2 separate regions of the Mus musculus genome follow, and region 2 is linked to region 1. Evidence: chromatin contacts called from public Hi-C data. All regions are on one chromosome and are shown on one strand. Each heading gives the region's core, a stretch centred on a gene start, on an enhancer-like site or on the middle of the called end of the contact. The rest is flanking DNA. Distances are from core to core; before and after follow the strand shown. Region 1 holds the start of Rhobtb3 (Rho-related BTB domain containing 3). Region 2 overlaps Spata9 (spermatogenesis associated 9).

Region 1 (2,841 bases), core at 146-2,645:
TTCTTTATCTATTTATGCACTTCAGTGTCATGGTGTTTGACTGGTGGGCCATTAGACTGATGAGACCGTATACTTTCTTTTGATCCAAGAGGAACTGTGACTCTGCACATTTGCATCTTTCAGGATGGTTATTTCCAGAAACTACAAAACATTGTACTTGGACACAAAGGAAAAAATTTATTTATTTATTTATTTATTTATTTATTTATTTATTTAGGACTGGGTCTCACTATGTAACTGGCTCTTCTGGAGCTCACGATATAGCCTGGGCTGGTTTTGTTTTTGTTTGGTTTTGTCTTTACTAGTGACTCTAATTACAGCTATTTGGGAGGCTGAGGAGGGAAGACCTATCTCAAAGAACAGAGAGGACTAAGTAAACTACATAGAGAACGCCCCCTGCCCTGCCCTGTCTATGGACAGGAAGCTAATTCTGTCTCAGCTGAGCAATACTGATTCCTAATAAACAGTTGTGGCCATCTCCCAGCTTCTTGTTTTCCTCAGTCTTCCCAGGACCTTTTAAACATCTAGTTCTCAAAACAGGTCCACTTAACAGAGAAAACAAGCCCAATTTCAAAGCAGAGCAAATAATCAAAAAGATAAACAAGAACTCTTAACTGTGTGTGAGATGCTTGTGAGAATTTTAATATTTATGAGGGAGCCCCAGAGTAGCCTTTGGCCTGTCCTAGTATTAGCAGTCCTCATGGTGTTTTATACTGGAGGTAGTCTGAGGCCCTTTTGGGGCCTCCACAAGCTTTACTTCTGTGTGTCATCACGAAAGAATCTAAAATATCCTTACATTAACATGATCCTTCTTTTTCAGTGAGCTATTATTAAATAATGTAACTGGAATGTGTACTGAAAAAAATCCAAGTAAACTGCTACAACTTTCTTTTTTTTTTTTTTCTTTTTTTTTTAAACCACACACATTAAAAATCCCAACACTTCAAATTCCACAATCTTGGTTAAAATATGCCAAATATAGCTTGCAATAGTAAATGACCTTTCCAAAGTGGCACCCGCAAATTAATTGGTGCGTGAACAAAGAACCTTTTCTGCAGCTGCATGAATGTTGCCTTTTTTTTTTTTCCTTCTTCACAAGTACGATTTTACAAAACAGCCAAAGCGCATGTTGTAAATTGACAAAACGATAACACACTTTCTGCGAAGGCTGGGGTGGGTACGGGACCGCGGGGTGGGCAGGGGGCTGCCTCCTGGCTGGGCTCTCTTCTGGTCCCCGGCGGGGGCCAGGCCGCCCCTCCCCCGCTCCCGGCTCAGGTTTCAGCCTTCCGAGTTGAGGAAACTTGCTGCAGGCGGATTGGCGGCGAGCTGCTCCCGGGCTCCGGCGTCGTCCCCGCGCCCACCGCTCCTTTGTGTCCCGCGGCCTCGGCCAGCAGCCAGCTCCCCCGCGCGCCGGACTCTCGGGGCGACACGTGCGGGCCTCCGGCCCCGCCGAGCGGAGGCGGAGCCCGGGCGGAGGCGCGGCGGCCAGGAGCGGCGACCAGGGACCGCAGCGCTGCCAGCGCCCGGCCGGCCGCTCACTCCCGGCCCGCTCCTCTGCGTCGGTAGCGCCGCGTCGTAGGAGCGGGAGGGCCGCGGCCGGGGATGAGCTGACTGCAGTGAGAGCGTCGCCCGGGCCCCCGCCAGGCCGCCCGCTGCCATCTCCGCGCCGCCCTGCCAGCCGCGATCATGTACGTACGCGTCGCCGTTCTGCCACGGTCTGGGTCCGGGACGTGCCACGCGCCCTGGCTGTACCCACCCGCTCACCGCGCCCCTCTCGGCCCCGCAGGTCCATCCACATCGTGGCGTTGGGGAACGAGGGCGACACGTTCCACCAGGACAACCGGCCGTCGGGGCTCATCCGCACATACCTGGGAAGAAGCCCGCTGGTGTCGGGGGACGAGAGTAGCTTGTTGCTGAACGCGGCCAGCACGGTCGCGCGCCCGGTGTTCACTGAGTACCAGGCCAGTGCGTTCGGGAACGTCAAGCTGGTGGTGCACGACTGTCCCGTCTGGGTAAGGGGCAGTGGCTGCGCGGTGCCCAGGAGGAAGGAGCTTGCCTTTTTGGATCCCTCCTCCCCTTGTTTCTTAATTTCCTGATTGCCTGGAGAGTTTTTTTAGTTTGTTTTTGTGTTTTTACATTTTTTGGCAAATCCCATCCTTTGTTACAATTTGGAGGTGGTGGGGGCAGCCCAGTCACGTCTGTAAGGTAAAATGGCCCCAGGGCAATATAGAGCCGTTACTGTGTTTCAAGACTTGTTCTTTAGTGGATGGACAGCTGACAGTTGAATGTGCCAACCCCAAACAGGGTCGCGAAGTTCCACTGGCCAAGAGTCATGTTTTCATGTCCACCTCGTGGAGGATAGGGAGATGTGTTCTATAAATACTGCCCTTTACAGCTCAACGTAGGCAAAAATACTCTAGACAGGGACAGGTCAAAAATAGTATGGGAACAAGGGAAAAAAGAATGGGATTTGAGAACTAATTTTAAATGGCTTATTTGTTGATTATTAACCTCTGAAAAGACTAGTTTTTAATAGTGCTAATGCTCATATATTAGCCTTTTGTTTTAGTGGTTAATAAATTGGAAATACCACTAAGAACTTAAATAAATCTTCATGTTTATGATAGTTGAATAAAATAAGTCTTAGCTTGTCTCTTGAGTAGCTTGACTCTGAAGTGTTTGATAAAAGGACAAAGAAGACAGCTCCCTGACTTACAAATATCTTCATAACACAGTAGCACTATGTATTTCAAGTGTCTTCATTTAATTTTAAATCTGTGATTTCTTGCTGATATTGTAGTTATATATTTTTCAGCTAAAGATTACTATATATACATAATA
Region 2 (2,841 bases), core at 172-2,671, 49 kb before region 1:
CTTTTCTCCGAGTTGCCTTGCTGTTTCTTTGTGTCTTTTAGCTCCTTTTCACCTGCCTTGATTCCTATAGCTTTTTTCTTTTTCTTTCCTCAGAATATAAATTGTTGTACTGACTCTTCCTACTTGCATAGTCATGCAAAGAATGTTTCTGTTCGACCATCTTCCTACAGAAGGCATCAATGCAGTGCTTTGAAGGTAGATTCCTACAGAAGGCATCAATGCAGTGCTTTGAAGGTAGATTCCTACAGAAGGCATCAATGCAGTGCTTTGAAGGCAGATTCCTACAGAAGGCATCAATGCAGTGCTTTGAAGGTAGATTCCTACAGAAGGCATCAATGCAGTGCTTTGAAGGTAGATTCGGTTCTGGTTTTCTTGAAAGGATAACAGCAAAGGGTTGAGGCCTCCGGCTGCTCTCCTGCCTCCTGTCCCTCCTGCTCCTCACTGTAAAACACAGCAACACACATGCTCCCTTTGTTCCCTTCAGTTTTGATTCTGACTTCTCTACCTCTTGCTTGCTGGGATTATAGGCTTGCACAACCATGCCTGATTCATATATTCATATATACACGGCTTGAAACCAAACCTAAGGCTTTTGTGCACAACTAAGCAAGAACACTACTGAGCTGCATTATATTCCAAGGCCTCCCTGACCAGTCTAGAAGCAGCTAGTCAACTTATACACACACACTAACACACACACACACACACACACACACACACACACACACACACACACAGAGAGAGAGAGAGAGAGAGAGAGAGAGAGAGAGAGAGAGAGAGAGAGAGAGAGAGAAACCAGCTGTTTGGATTTTAATTTGGATTGCATCAAATTTATAGGTTGTGGGAAAAAATTAGTAGTATTACATGTTGTAATATGATAAAAGTTAAAAAATGCATAACAACTATGATGAAATCATAAAACTTGTTAAGAGAAATTTCAAAAGGTCAAAGTAAACAAAGGATATGTCATGATCATAGATTAGAAGAATTTACTCTACCAGTTGTAAAGACGTTTTTATGAAGGTCCAGTGATTCACAGTAAAACTGAATAGACAAAGCAGCTAGACATAGAGAGTTTATAAACAACCCTACATACAAAGAAACAGTAAAGTTCCTGATAAGGAAGGGTAGATACAGTGCTGTCTTCAAAACAAGGCATGAAATGCATTTATTTCTACAATCTAGCAGTTAACTTACCAAATAAATTAGTGCTGCATAAGAAGCATACATTATGCTAGTTAAAGCAGTTTTTGCTGGGAAAGAAATGATTTCAAACAAAGAACCCCTTTTCATCTGCAAAAACAAAGAGAAAGTTCATTAAAATGAAAATTTCAAGGTTTCAATATTAGTTCCTGTTTCTCCTCTTACAAGACGCTTCCTTTAACTAATAAAAACGTGTGACAACTCTACACAAATCTGAAGTCTATTTCTGAAACCGGAACTATTTCACTGTTTAGCTGTGAAGCGTGCTTGCTAGGAGGTGCTCCCTAAATATTAGAAACGTTCGTTGCCTTTTTCTAATCCTCATGTAATCATTCTTTACTAAATTATTCACAACCTCAATTAAGCCAACAGCAATCAAAATACTAAGCATTTCCTGGAGATTAATGACCTGCTTGGAAATGTTAATCATGGGTCTGCTGCAGGCAGTCCTGACCTTAGATGATCATTAAGCTGCAGGCAAGCCTCTGCTCATACCCAGCCTGCTGCCCTGAAGGGTTTATGCTAATAATGAATTTGCCTCTCTGGTTTCTGGTAGCAGATGTTACCTTAAACGTATTGGTATAACATATTCAGGTTAAGGGGCTCATTCCTATGAGCCACTTCTGTTGCTTTGAACAGGCTATGAAATGAGGGCCTTCGAATAATTATTTCCTTCCCTCCAGCAGTAAATTGGCAGTTAGCCATGCTCCTCTGAAGTAAGAGCCAAGCCACATAGCAGCTTCAGTGACTGTCCAATGACAGGGCTGTAACTAATAAAGTCATAAAAATGCACAGTGGATAGTGCACACATGCTAAGATCAGTGTGTGCATTGCCCTTAAAATTACTTATAATGCTGAGATTGGAGCTTCAGCTCAATGGGAGAGTGGTCGCCTGGTATGCACCAGTTTTGAGTTATTCCCAGCATCACAAAAACAAAACAAAACAAAACAAAATTATCCACACATAGGAGCATGTGTTCCAGCTATTTGAGGGCTGAGGCAGGAGGATTTCTTCAGCATAGCAATTTGATGTCAGCCTGAGCAGTATAGGAAGATCTCATTTTGCAAAGTTTATTTACACTATCTTCCTCTCCTCTCCCCTCCCCTAAAAAAAGCCAAAATAATTACTGATAGCGGAAAGGTTAGGAAATGAAATCTAACCAATAATATATCCTGAAACCTTTACAAACATGCTTCTGAAGTGTATAACATTTTATTGAATAAACACTTCATTCTGCTACAGGTGTCATGCTGCTTGCTTTGTAAGCTGGTGTGGCAGTACAGGCTGATTGTCACAGCTACTCAGACCAGCCTGGAAGGAACAGAACATTAGCTCAAATAAAACAGCAAGAAAGCCAAATATATGCTTTATAAACGCTCAGTTTTATCCTTAAAACCACCTCATAAAGGTGGCATTTTGTTTTTTTCCATTCCACCGAGAGCCAGGGGAAAGGAAACAGCATAGCTGCTAAAAGTAAAGTTAGGCTCCAGCAAGAAATCACATCCCAGGGCTAACCTCTAATCAGACCAGTGGGCTCTGCTGCTGGAAGGCTCTGCTCATCCGAGTGGAAAGTGGGAGATGGAGTTAGCATTGTTTATGTCAAAGGTCTGCTAGGAAGACAAGAACATGCTTACAGG

The links. A called contact is a pair of places that touch in the nucleus more often than the background predicts.
Region 2: a Hi-C map of uterus shows a contact between it and region 1, with 1.7 times the contacts expected there. The contact joins the enhancer-like site here to the promoter of Rhobtb3 in region 1. A contact is called at or near these places in 11 of 484 Hi-C or Micro-C datasets (the N1E-115 cell line, adipose-derived mesenchymal stem cells, cortical neurons and 7 more), 3 of 115 datasets of contacts at active chromatin or transcription factors (the NIH/3T3 cell line, embryonic stem cells and fibro-adipogenic progenitors) and 2 of 9 other capture datasets (adipose tissue and pancreatic islet).

What each region holds. Positions count from the first base shown.
Region 1 is chr13:75,942,378-75,945,218 of GRCm38.p6, reverse strand. Rhobtb3 (Rho-related BTB domain containing 3) reads left to right here and starts at 1,395. Exons shown (of 12, transcript NM_028493.2): 1 at 1,395-1,688; 2 at 1,787-2,012. The coding sequence starts at 1,687.
Region 2 is chr13:75,991,466-75,994,306 of GRCm38.p6, reverse strand. Spata9 (spermatogenesis associated 9) reads right to left here. Exons shown (of 5, transcript NM_029343.3): 4 at 1,198-1,293. Among named protein-coding and RNA genes, the nearest start is that of Spata9, 25 kb to the right of the region's middle. Within about 2 kb of position 1,421, at least 79 of the 459 cell types and tissues checked have an H3K27ac peak or open chromatin away from gene starts, as enhancers often do. A contact at or near this core is called in the N1E-115 cell line, adipose tissue, pancreatic islet and 2 more, where this site is marked.